2 separate regions of the Mus musculus genome follow, and region 2 is linked to region 1. The links are chromatin contacts, called in public HiChIP or PLAC-seq maps. All regions are on one chromosome and are shown on one strand. Each heading gives the region's core, a stretch centred on a gene start, on an enhancer-like site or on the middle of the called end of the contact. The rest is flanking DNA. Distances are from core to core; before and after follow the strand shown. Region 1 holds the start of Pwwp2a (PWWP domain containing 2A). Region 2 has its middle 18 kb from the start of Slu7.

Region 1 (4,395 bases), core at 1,191-3,690:
AGAGGATCAGTTTGAGCCCAGGAGTTCAAAACAGCAAAACTAAGCAAGACTGCATGTCCTTTCAAAAGCTCTTCTGACAAAAAATAAATTATTATATACAAGAAGTGCTGTTAGCAAAATAGAGCAAAACTCAAAATGACAATTCTCTAAAACTGACAGAACGAGCACCTCAACATGAAAAATCACCATCCACTCTATTTCCAAACACTTACCTTTTTGCACCTTTCTTTTGCAGATTTGAAATTCAGATTCTCACAATCACTGGCCTCTTCTTCTGTTTGATTCAATAGCATACACATTAGAGTGTCTCTCTTGCTATTAAAAACATGAGTAGAAAGCAATCTATATTCAGCTTTCTAATTATGAAAATGAAAGCTACTAATGAAAGCACTAACCCAAAGACAGTCAACAAATAAATGAATAAGTAAAAGCAAGGACTCTGAAGACTAACAAAGTACACTGAGCAACTGAAGAGTTGTCCAACATAACACTCCCCACCCCACCCCCTGCCATATTCCAATGCAAATTTTAAGTAGCTGTTTCCAGGTAGGAACAAATTCCTGTAACTTTACAGGAGGTCAAGGAATTTGAGAGTAAAGCATAAGCCGGGATATGGATATGATGGGAATGCTTATCATATCAGTACTTGGGAGAGGCTGAGGCAAGAGGATTGCAAGCTCAAGGCAAGCATGGACAACTTAACTAACCCACACCATGTCTCAAAAGTCAAAGAAACTCTGGAGGAAGCTGGGGGTGTGTAGCTAGATGGCAGGATGCTTGCCTAGCATGCAGAGGCTCTAGGCTCAATCTCCAGTACAGAGAAAAAAGAAGAGAAGAGAAATACATAAACACATCAAACACACAGAGCCATTTCCAAACAGGTGAGACACCAGAGTGTGTGTGCTGTTGCAGGAAACAGAATGGAGAGCCATGAATGGGAGTCTCTGCACTTCCTATCTGCAAAAGAAGAGAATAAAAAGGTTAACTCTAGACTGAAAGCAGATTACCTTCTTTACCTGTTTAAAGCAGTGCCCAGAACATTTTAAATCAAAAGGTGAAAATATACTGGATAAGACAGAGGTTTGTAGGTGAACTCAACCTTCTAGTCAAAACAAATTTAACTGTAAACATCGTCTCGGAAATCTTTTGAGACTCAATCTCTATCACTGCCAAAGAAAAAGTCATGCGAACATTCCTTTGTAAACCCACCACTTGGGTAGTAAATGTTCAAAAGACAGGGGACCTATCCCGTCTCCAATATTTCTTTAAGCTATAAGTAAAATTAGCAAAAGGTACCTCCTTATTAAAGAGTGATCCTCCGAGAAACTATTTCCAGCAGTTCTTAATAACAGTTAAAAAAGGGTTCATTAACTCTAGGCTCTTCCTCTTTTAACAACTGACAGGTAACCTTTTGGGAAGCCCAAAGCACACACCCCTTTCTTCAGCCCCGCTAAAGTTAAAGGTTGATTTGAGGACAGGGAGATGCCTCCGCAGCACCTCTTCCCCCCCCCCCCCCCCCACAGCACCCGTTTCTCTAGGGGATCCATCTGCATTTTGCATTAACCCATCTGCCCCAGTGCGCAAGCCAGAGGGTCGCAGGGGGCTGGGGATGCGGAGGCGGGGTGTGCCAGCCATCTGCACCCGCGCGCGTCCCCAGCTGCACACCTGGGGCCGGGGCCGCGCGCGTCGGCCCCACGCGGAGCGCGCCCCACGCGGAGAGCGGCGCGGCGCGCAGGACCCGAGGGCGGGGCGGGAGCAGCTCGGGTTCGCGCTCTCCCTCGCGGCGGAGCGGACAGCTTGCAGTTGGGGGGCCGACGGTACCTTTTGGATAGGTCCATGAGGACCCCGGAGAAGAGCTTCTCCCCGAGGCGGAACGACACGACGAGCGCGTCCTCGATGATGTGGTCCAGCGTGACCCGCACCTCCGAGCCGGGGATGAGGTGCGACACCGCCGAGTCCCCGCCCGCCGGCGGCACGAGCGCCGGAGCTGGTGGCGGCCGCGGCGCGTCCTCGGGCTGCTCGGGGGCGGCCGGAGGCTGCTCGGGCGGCGAGACCGGGACAGCCGCGGGCTCGGGCGGCTTCGCCTCCTCAGCCTCGGAGCTATCGGCCAGCTCCCCCGGCGGCGGCGGCGGCGGCGGTGGCGGCAGCGGCTGCTCGTCGGCCTGAGGGGCGGACTGGCGCCCGTCGGCCTCGCCGTCCGGCACCGCCGCCTCCGTGGCCGTGACCGGGAGGGGGGTGCCGGCTTCGCTGCCGGGAATGGGCTCTAGCTCCGGCTCGGCCTCGCCGGCGCCCCCTTCCCCGGGGGACGCCGCGGTCGCCGCCGCCTCAGCAGCCACGGCCGCCATTTTCTCGCTGGTTTCTCCCTCCTCCTACTCGGGCTGCGGCGGCGGCGGCGGCAGCGCGGCTGGGATCCCGAGGCCTTCCCCTCCCTCCCGCTAACACTCTCGTCCCGCCCTTTCCCTGATGCTCGTGATTGGCACCGCGCCATTGGCTCCGCCTTCCACCCCCTTCCGCACTTCTGTCAACCCATTGGTCAGAAGGAGCCGTCTGTCGCGGGCTGAGTCCCGCCCCCTCCCTCAGAGTAGGAACTTCCCATTGGTCAGGTGAGTTGTCAAGTGGAGAATCTAAAAGGAGTTTGAGGGGCGGGCTGAAGGATGGCAAAAGCGGCGCCCTGTGCTTACAGCCTGTATCTATTGGTTAGTAGGGGAAATACCGCTTTAGGATTGGTTTATGCCCCTGCCCTTACTCGGCCCGTTCTTCGGAGGTGGGAGAAGGGAAGAAAACGCGAGTCGTGCCAGTTCTTTCAAAGACTCCCCAAGGGGGGAATAGCGGGAGAATGCAGAAAGGGAACCACTTCCCAAGAATCTTTGCGCAGAGATCCTTAGAATAAATGTTATTTCTAGGCTTGGATTTGCTTGTGGCCAAGTGTGGGCACAACAGGCTTCTGTTGGGAAAGATAACTAAAGTTCCGAAAATAATCCTGAGACACTTTTTGGGTGCCTATTCACTAGTCAGATTACGAGGTGCTGGAAACAGGGCGATGTACAAGACATTCTCCATGACCACATGACAGGAGCTCCCGCATACACACAAGCGGTGTTTTCCTTGGTTTCACTCTTTAAAATATAAAGGACTAAACTCTAGGAACCTGCTAATTTCAAAAAAGGAAAATTCTAACGAGAAGACAGACAACTGGCATGCTAAATTGACTGTAGTCCTTAGATCCACGGAAAGAGTTCACTATTGAAGCCTTTTCTTTCCTTACCCTCTTCCTTGCCGTGTGCAGAAAGAAAGAAAGAAAGAAAGAAAGAAAGAAAGGAAGGAAGGAAGGAAGGAAGGAAGAAAGAAAGAAAGAAAGAAAGAAAGAAAGAAAGAAAGAAAGAAAGAAAGAAAGAAATCTAGGCATAGTTGCCGGTGGGGCAGCTCTTGGGAGGCACAGGCAGAAATGGCAAAATTCTAGTCCAGACTTAATACAGTTTCAGGATAGACTCAACTGCAAACTGAGATCCCATCCCAAGAAAGAAAAGATGAGGGCTAGGGGAGCCCTCCAGTGTCCTAAGGTCCTTGTTTTTGTGGTTTGGGTTTTTGTTTTGAAACAGCGTCTCCCTATGTACTTCTGGCTTGCCTGGAACTCACAGAGATCGGCCTCCTTCTCTCTGCCTCCCAAGTGTTGCGTTTAAAGACCAATTCTATTTGAAATCTGTTAAGTCTAGAAGGAGCCACTGTACTCATTTCTTGCAGATTGTTCCTCAGTCAGTCCTTTCTAATAGGAGCAATCAGAGGCACTGAAAACACCTACAAAAGAGAAAGAAGATATTTACCAACGTGGAGGGAAGAATGAAATGTCAAAGATTAATTGAATACTATATATCAATATCTAGTACAATCTTACATGGTCCTTGCAATTCGACAAGTGCTATTATACCCATTTTATTTGAAAACTGAGACAAAAAGGTTTCTAATGTTGTTTAGCTAATAAATTACACGGTCATAAGTCCAGGTATTTTTTTATAGAAAAGACAAAATGACAATAAGCAAATATTAGCCAACGTTCTGTCTATTTCAAGCTTAGCAGTTCTCAGGAAAGTAAAAGTCCAATAGAAGATGCCAGTCAAGGAGAATTCAGAATCTCCCTTTACAGCCACAGGGAAAATGGAGTTTGTTTAGAGACCACTGTGTACCACTGACTTTCCCAAACCCTCTCATTTGAAGTCCTGTGTTCTGGGGGTCTAGAGCAATGGCTCAGCAGTGAGGACCATGTGCTTCTATTGCAGAGAATCATAGTTGGTTCCAGCACTCCAGGGGATTCAATGCCCTCCTCTAGCTACCTTGTGCACAAACCTACTCCCAGACATACAGAGATGAATAGCTAAAAGTAGTGAAAATAACCAGGCA
Region 2 (4,395 bases), core at 701-3,200, 230 kb after region 1:
AACAAAACTGGAATGGAACCTTCCCCATTACTCAGTCCTAATATTGGAAGGCAGAGGAAGTGGGCTCTGGATGGTTTGTGATGGGAAGTTGCCTCCAACACAGGGAACGTGCGGCCTCAAGGAGTGGAGCGGGAGCAGTGAGTATGGCTGCGTTTAGCAGCTGGAACAACGGAACGGGGATCTTTCCCCTTTGACTGTTGGCTGCAGTTCCTGGAAGATTTAGACACATCCTGGGCATCTAGCACGGACGGCATCTTCCGCCCTTATTCCAGGGAAAGTACCGGGGCTGAATCTGGTTAGCCAAGAACAGACCAGAAGGACTGGCAGGCCGGGAAGGAAAGTGTCTCATGCAAAATAAAGACACTATGATGAAAGTCAGCAAATGAACCAACGAATGTTGGGCAGGTCAAAAGAGACAATCAATTGGCCAGTCATCGTCGTCATCATCGTCATCGTCGTCATCATCACCATTATTTTGGTTTTGTGAGACAGAGTTTCTCTGGAGTTACAGGTGGTTGTGAGCCTACTCCTGTGAATGCTGAGAACTGAACTTGGATCTTCTGTATGACTGTATATGCTCGGCTCAGGGAGTAGCACTATTAGAAGATGTGGCCCTGTTGGAGTAGGTGTGTCACTGTGGGTGTGGGCTTTAAGATCCTTATCCTAGCTGCCTGGAAGTCAGTATTCTGCTAGCAGCCTTCAGCTAAAGATGTAGAACTCTCAGCTACCCTGCCTATCTGGGCCCTACCATGTTCCCACCTTGATGATAATGGATTGAACCTCTGAGCCTATAAGCTAGACCAATTAAATGTTGTCCTTATAAGAGTTGCCTTGGTCGTGGTGTCTGCTCACGGCAGTAAAACCCTAAGACACTCTGTAAGAGCAATACATACACTTAAATGCTGAGCCCTGTCTTCAGCCCCTAATACCTTTTCTATAAATGTTTAATGTTAACATATCTCAGAAGTTTGTGTCCACCCAAACCTGCAGATAGTGAGTGACACCTACTGGTTACAATCTATCATTATCTGTCTGAACTAATTTAAGAAAGAAGTCAGAAAAGACCACATATGGTTGATCTGTGCCAAGATGGATATTATTATGGAAAGTTTGTACATGTGTTTTTTGTTTGTTTGTGTGAGTGTCACATATGCAGGCCATCTTATTTATACTTTATACTCTAGTCACTTGAAACCTTTGAACTGTCTTAGACAAGTACATCTAAGGAAATGTGTGATGTGGAGATATCGGGTGAAGGAATAGGGGCAGGAGAAGCAGCCGGGGTTGGTGCACTCTGGGTACTGGGCTCTCCTCTCATCTTACCACAGGAGTGTCTTCAGAGTCTGTGTGGTGAGGTGCAGGAAACCCTCAGCAGGCTTTACTGACTTTGAGCACTGACATAATTCTAAAAATGGGCTGTACTTAGGTATTTCTCAGGATTGTCGCATCTGCAGCATGGGAGAGACAGGAGTAGACACTGAGGTTAACTCCAGAGAGTAAATCTAGAAGGCAAGTGTTATGCAGGACACTCTGCCCTTCTACTGCATTCCTTCATAATCCACAGTGGTGTTGGGAACTCATCAGCTTCCTGGTAACAACCCTCACAGAGAAGGGAGGGGCCACTGTCAGTTTGTCCTTAAGGATGGGTGTTGTGGAAATTATTTAATCCCAATCCAGGGTTTCTACCCTGCCTTTGACCATTTAGTTCCCAGATAGCACACACACACACACACACACACACACACACACACACACACACACACACACATTACTTATATTTGCAAGAAGCTTAAAACGGCACAAGAGCTGGGCAGATGCCTACTCTCTATGCTATTGGACTCTACTTTCCTATCAATAACCTGAGTTACTACTTACTGTTTCATCTGGGCTGCTCTTAACTCCAAAAGGCCAGAACTCAGGGCCACCTTTTAATGACTCACTCAACCCATGGCAGGCTTCTCCTCCTTCCTTCCTCTTTTCTCCCCGACTTCTCCTCTCTCTTCATGGTCCTCTTCTGACCCCCAGCCAGGGAATCCTAAGCCTGCCTACCTCTCTTCTGCCCAGCTATTGGCTGTCGGCATCTTTATTTACCAGTCAGAAAATAACACGGGGGCAAAGTCACATAGTGAGTACATGAGGACTCCTCTTCTGACCCTCAGCCAGGGAATCCTAAACCCTGAGCAGCTATTGGCTGTCGGCATCTTAATTTACCAGTCAGAAATAATTTGGGGGCAACTTCACAGGGTGTCTACATGAGGACTCTTGTTTCTTGGGCAACCAGACTTAAGGAACCAACATTAGCATTCATATAGAAGCACCATCAGGCCAACCCACTACAGGTGGGAGGACCTCTCTCTTCTTGGCTCAGTTCCTAACCTATCAGACCATATTTAATGTTCGGGTGTTTATTTAATTTTTTTAAAGTAATTTGGTTAGATCTTTCTTTCTTTCTTTCTTTCTTTCTTTCTTTCTTTCTTTCTTTCTTTCTTTCTTTCTTTCTTTCTTCCTTCCTTCCTTCCTTCCTTCCTTCCTTCCTTCCTTCCTTTCATGGATAACCACGAAGGTCGGCAGAACAGGAACTCCTCTGTGCTCTCTCTCCCTTTTACATTGTTACTGCACAAATGCCATTAGTGGCTGCCGTCACCCACGCCATAGTCTCAGCAAGCTGAATGCCCACTGTAAGAGGGCTGGCTTTGAGATCTTCTAGAATTAGTTGTTCGATGTCCAGGCTCATTTTGTCAATTCTGAAATGGATCACACCGTCTGACAAAGGTACTTCTGAGCTTCTTCTGGTCATCTGGGCCCCAAAAGATTTGTGCTGTTTCTGACTTGTGTTATTTCAAATGCACAAGATTTGATGATTTTTTTTTCAACAGTGGTAATGAGGATACTTCTCCTTGGCACATAAATGTCCAAATTAATATGATGCTTGGGATAAGGTGCTCTCAAGTGATCCAAGTGTTTTTGACTGTGCTTCAGGCCTGTGGAGATTATGTCCGCGAATACCATTGCAGTGTTTGTTGAAATAGTCTGACAGTTTTGATGGCCAGAGGTTAATGTTTGAAATGCACTGTTACACACCACACACCGTGGACGCTGAGTACCACCTCCATCATTGTACAGGTGGACCAGGAACAATTATCTTCCCCTTGCATTCCTTTCACATGGGACACAAACATTTTCAGGGAATGTTCCAGAGACATCACAGGACTGTGCTTTTGAGTACATTATAACCCTGAATTAAAAATGAAGCCACATTACAAGCTGGTCTGTCCTTACATGCTATCCCATCCACATCAAGAATCAACCTGTGATGTGACATGCCTGTTCAAAGTAAGTTCAGGCAGCATGCCAATCCAACTCAAAGCCAGCCACCGAGATAGAATTAATGTCCTGGTGGAGGTGATTTCCCAGCCAGCCACCGAGATAGAATTAATGTCCTGGTGGAGGTGATTTCCCAACAAGTCTCACATGGAAGAGTTGGGCTCAGGCAAATTATTAATATCTATGAGTCCTTTATTATAAAATTGTATTTATGACAATTGTTTTCAATAATATTACAAATAAACCTGATCTATCTTGAATCTCTTAGGAAGAATACCCCATCTCTCCCATCCATTCTGTACCAAAGATTTGCATCCACTAAGTGAAGAGCCATGGACTGAATAAAGGAACCATTCACCCAATACTCAAAGGAAGGGCAGAGTTTTGACAAAGTGGCTCATATTTTTAATAAGGATTAAGCAGGAATATGAAGTGGAAACTTAAGGGTTCTTTGGAGAGTCAGTTGTGTGGGGTGGTGTTTTACTGAGGCAAACACGTGAAGGAGTGTTTTCCTGAAGTGGGCACAGGTGAAGAACTAAGGCAGACTCGTGAAGGAACGTTTCACTGAAGCAGACACAGGAGAGAGGATGCTCTGCTAGAGCAAACACGTGAAAGGACACATGATGGATTCTTTGCTAACAACACGCATGTATTAGTCTGCCCTACGTTGTGTAGTTGAGTTCCATTTGTTTGGACGCTGAGGACTTGGGCTGACTGGATGCATGTGCTGAGGCAAGACCTGTCCTGAGGCAAGGGACATGGAGAACATTCGATGTTTGGAAGGTATAAATAGGACTCAGAGGAGTGATGGAGACAGAGCTTGGCTTACAGGAACAGCTCGCTGTGCAACGCTTGTGGGTCTCGAGTCTTCGCTGATCTTCGCTTCCCTGAGAGAGGCACAGTTGAGAACTTCTCTTGGTGTTCCTGCTAATTGTGCATGGAGGCCAGAGGGAGAGGTCAGTGGGTGTGTACAGGCACGGCTAACTTTTACACGATACTGGGATCCAAACTGAGGCCCTTATGCTTCAGTGCAGTGAGTGCTCTTCCACTCTCTCCAGTCTGGGGAATGTC

The links. HiChIP or PLAC-seq counts read pairs in DNA pulled down with a chosen protein or histone mark.
Region 2: a contact with region 1 is called in an H3K4me3 HiChIP or PLAC-seq map of bone marrow-derived macrophages, with 3 times the contacts expected there. The contact joins the enhancer-like site here to the promoter of Pwwp2a in region 1. A contact is called at or near these places in 3 of 39 promoter capture datasets (the C10 cell line, cranial neural crest and hippocampal neurons), 2 of 484 Hi-C or Micro-C datasets (the AtT-20 cell line and rod photoreceptor), 4 of 115 datasets of contacts at active chromatin or transcription factors (bone marrow-derived macrophages, embryonic stem cells, forebrain and 1 more) and 3 of 9 other capture datasets (adipose tissue, liver and pancreatic islet).

What each region holds. Positions count from the first base shown.
Region 1 is chr11:43,680,043-43,684,437 of GRCm38.p6, reverse strand. It overlaps Pwwp2a (PWWP domain containing 2A), which reads right to left and starts at 2,440. Exons shown (of 2, transcript NM_027557.1): 1 at 1,822-2,440. The coding sequence starts at 2,345. It overlaps Gm34963 (a long non-coding RNA gene), which reads left to right and starts at 2,374. Exons shown (of 2, transcript XR_388594.3): 1 at 2,374-2,603.
Region 2 is chr11:43,449,071-43,453,465 of GRCm38.p6, reverse strand. No RefSeq gene overlaps it. Among named protein-coding and RNA genes, the nearest start is that of Slu7, 18 kb to the right of the region's middle. Within about 2 kb of position 1,950, at least 17 of the 459 cell types and tissues checked have an H3K27ac peak or open chromatin away from gene starts, as enhancers often do. A contact at or near this core is called in bone marrow-derived macrophages, where this site is marked.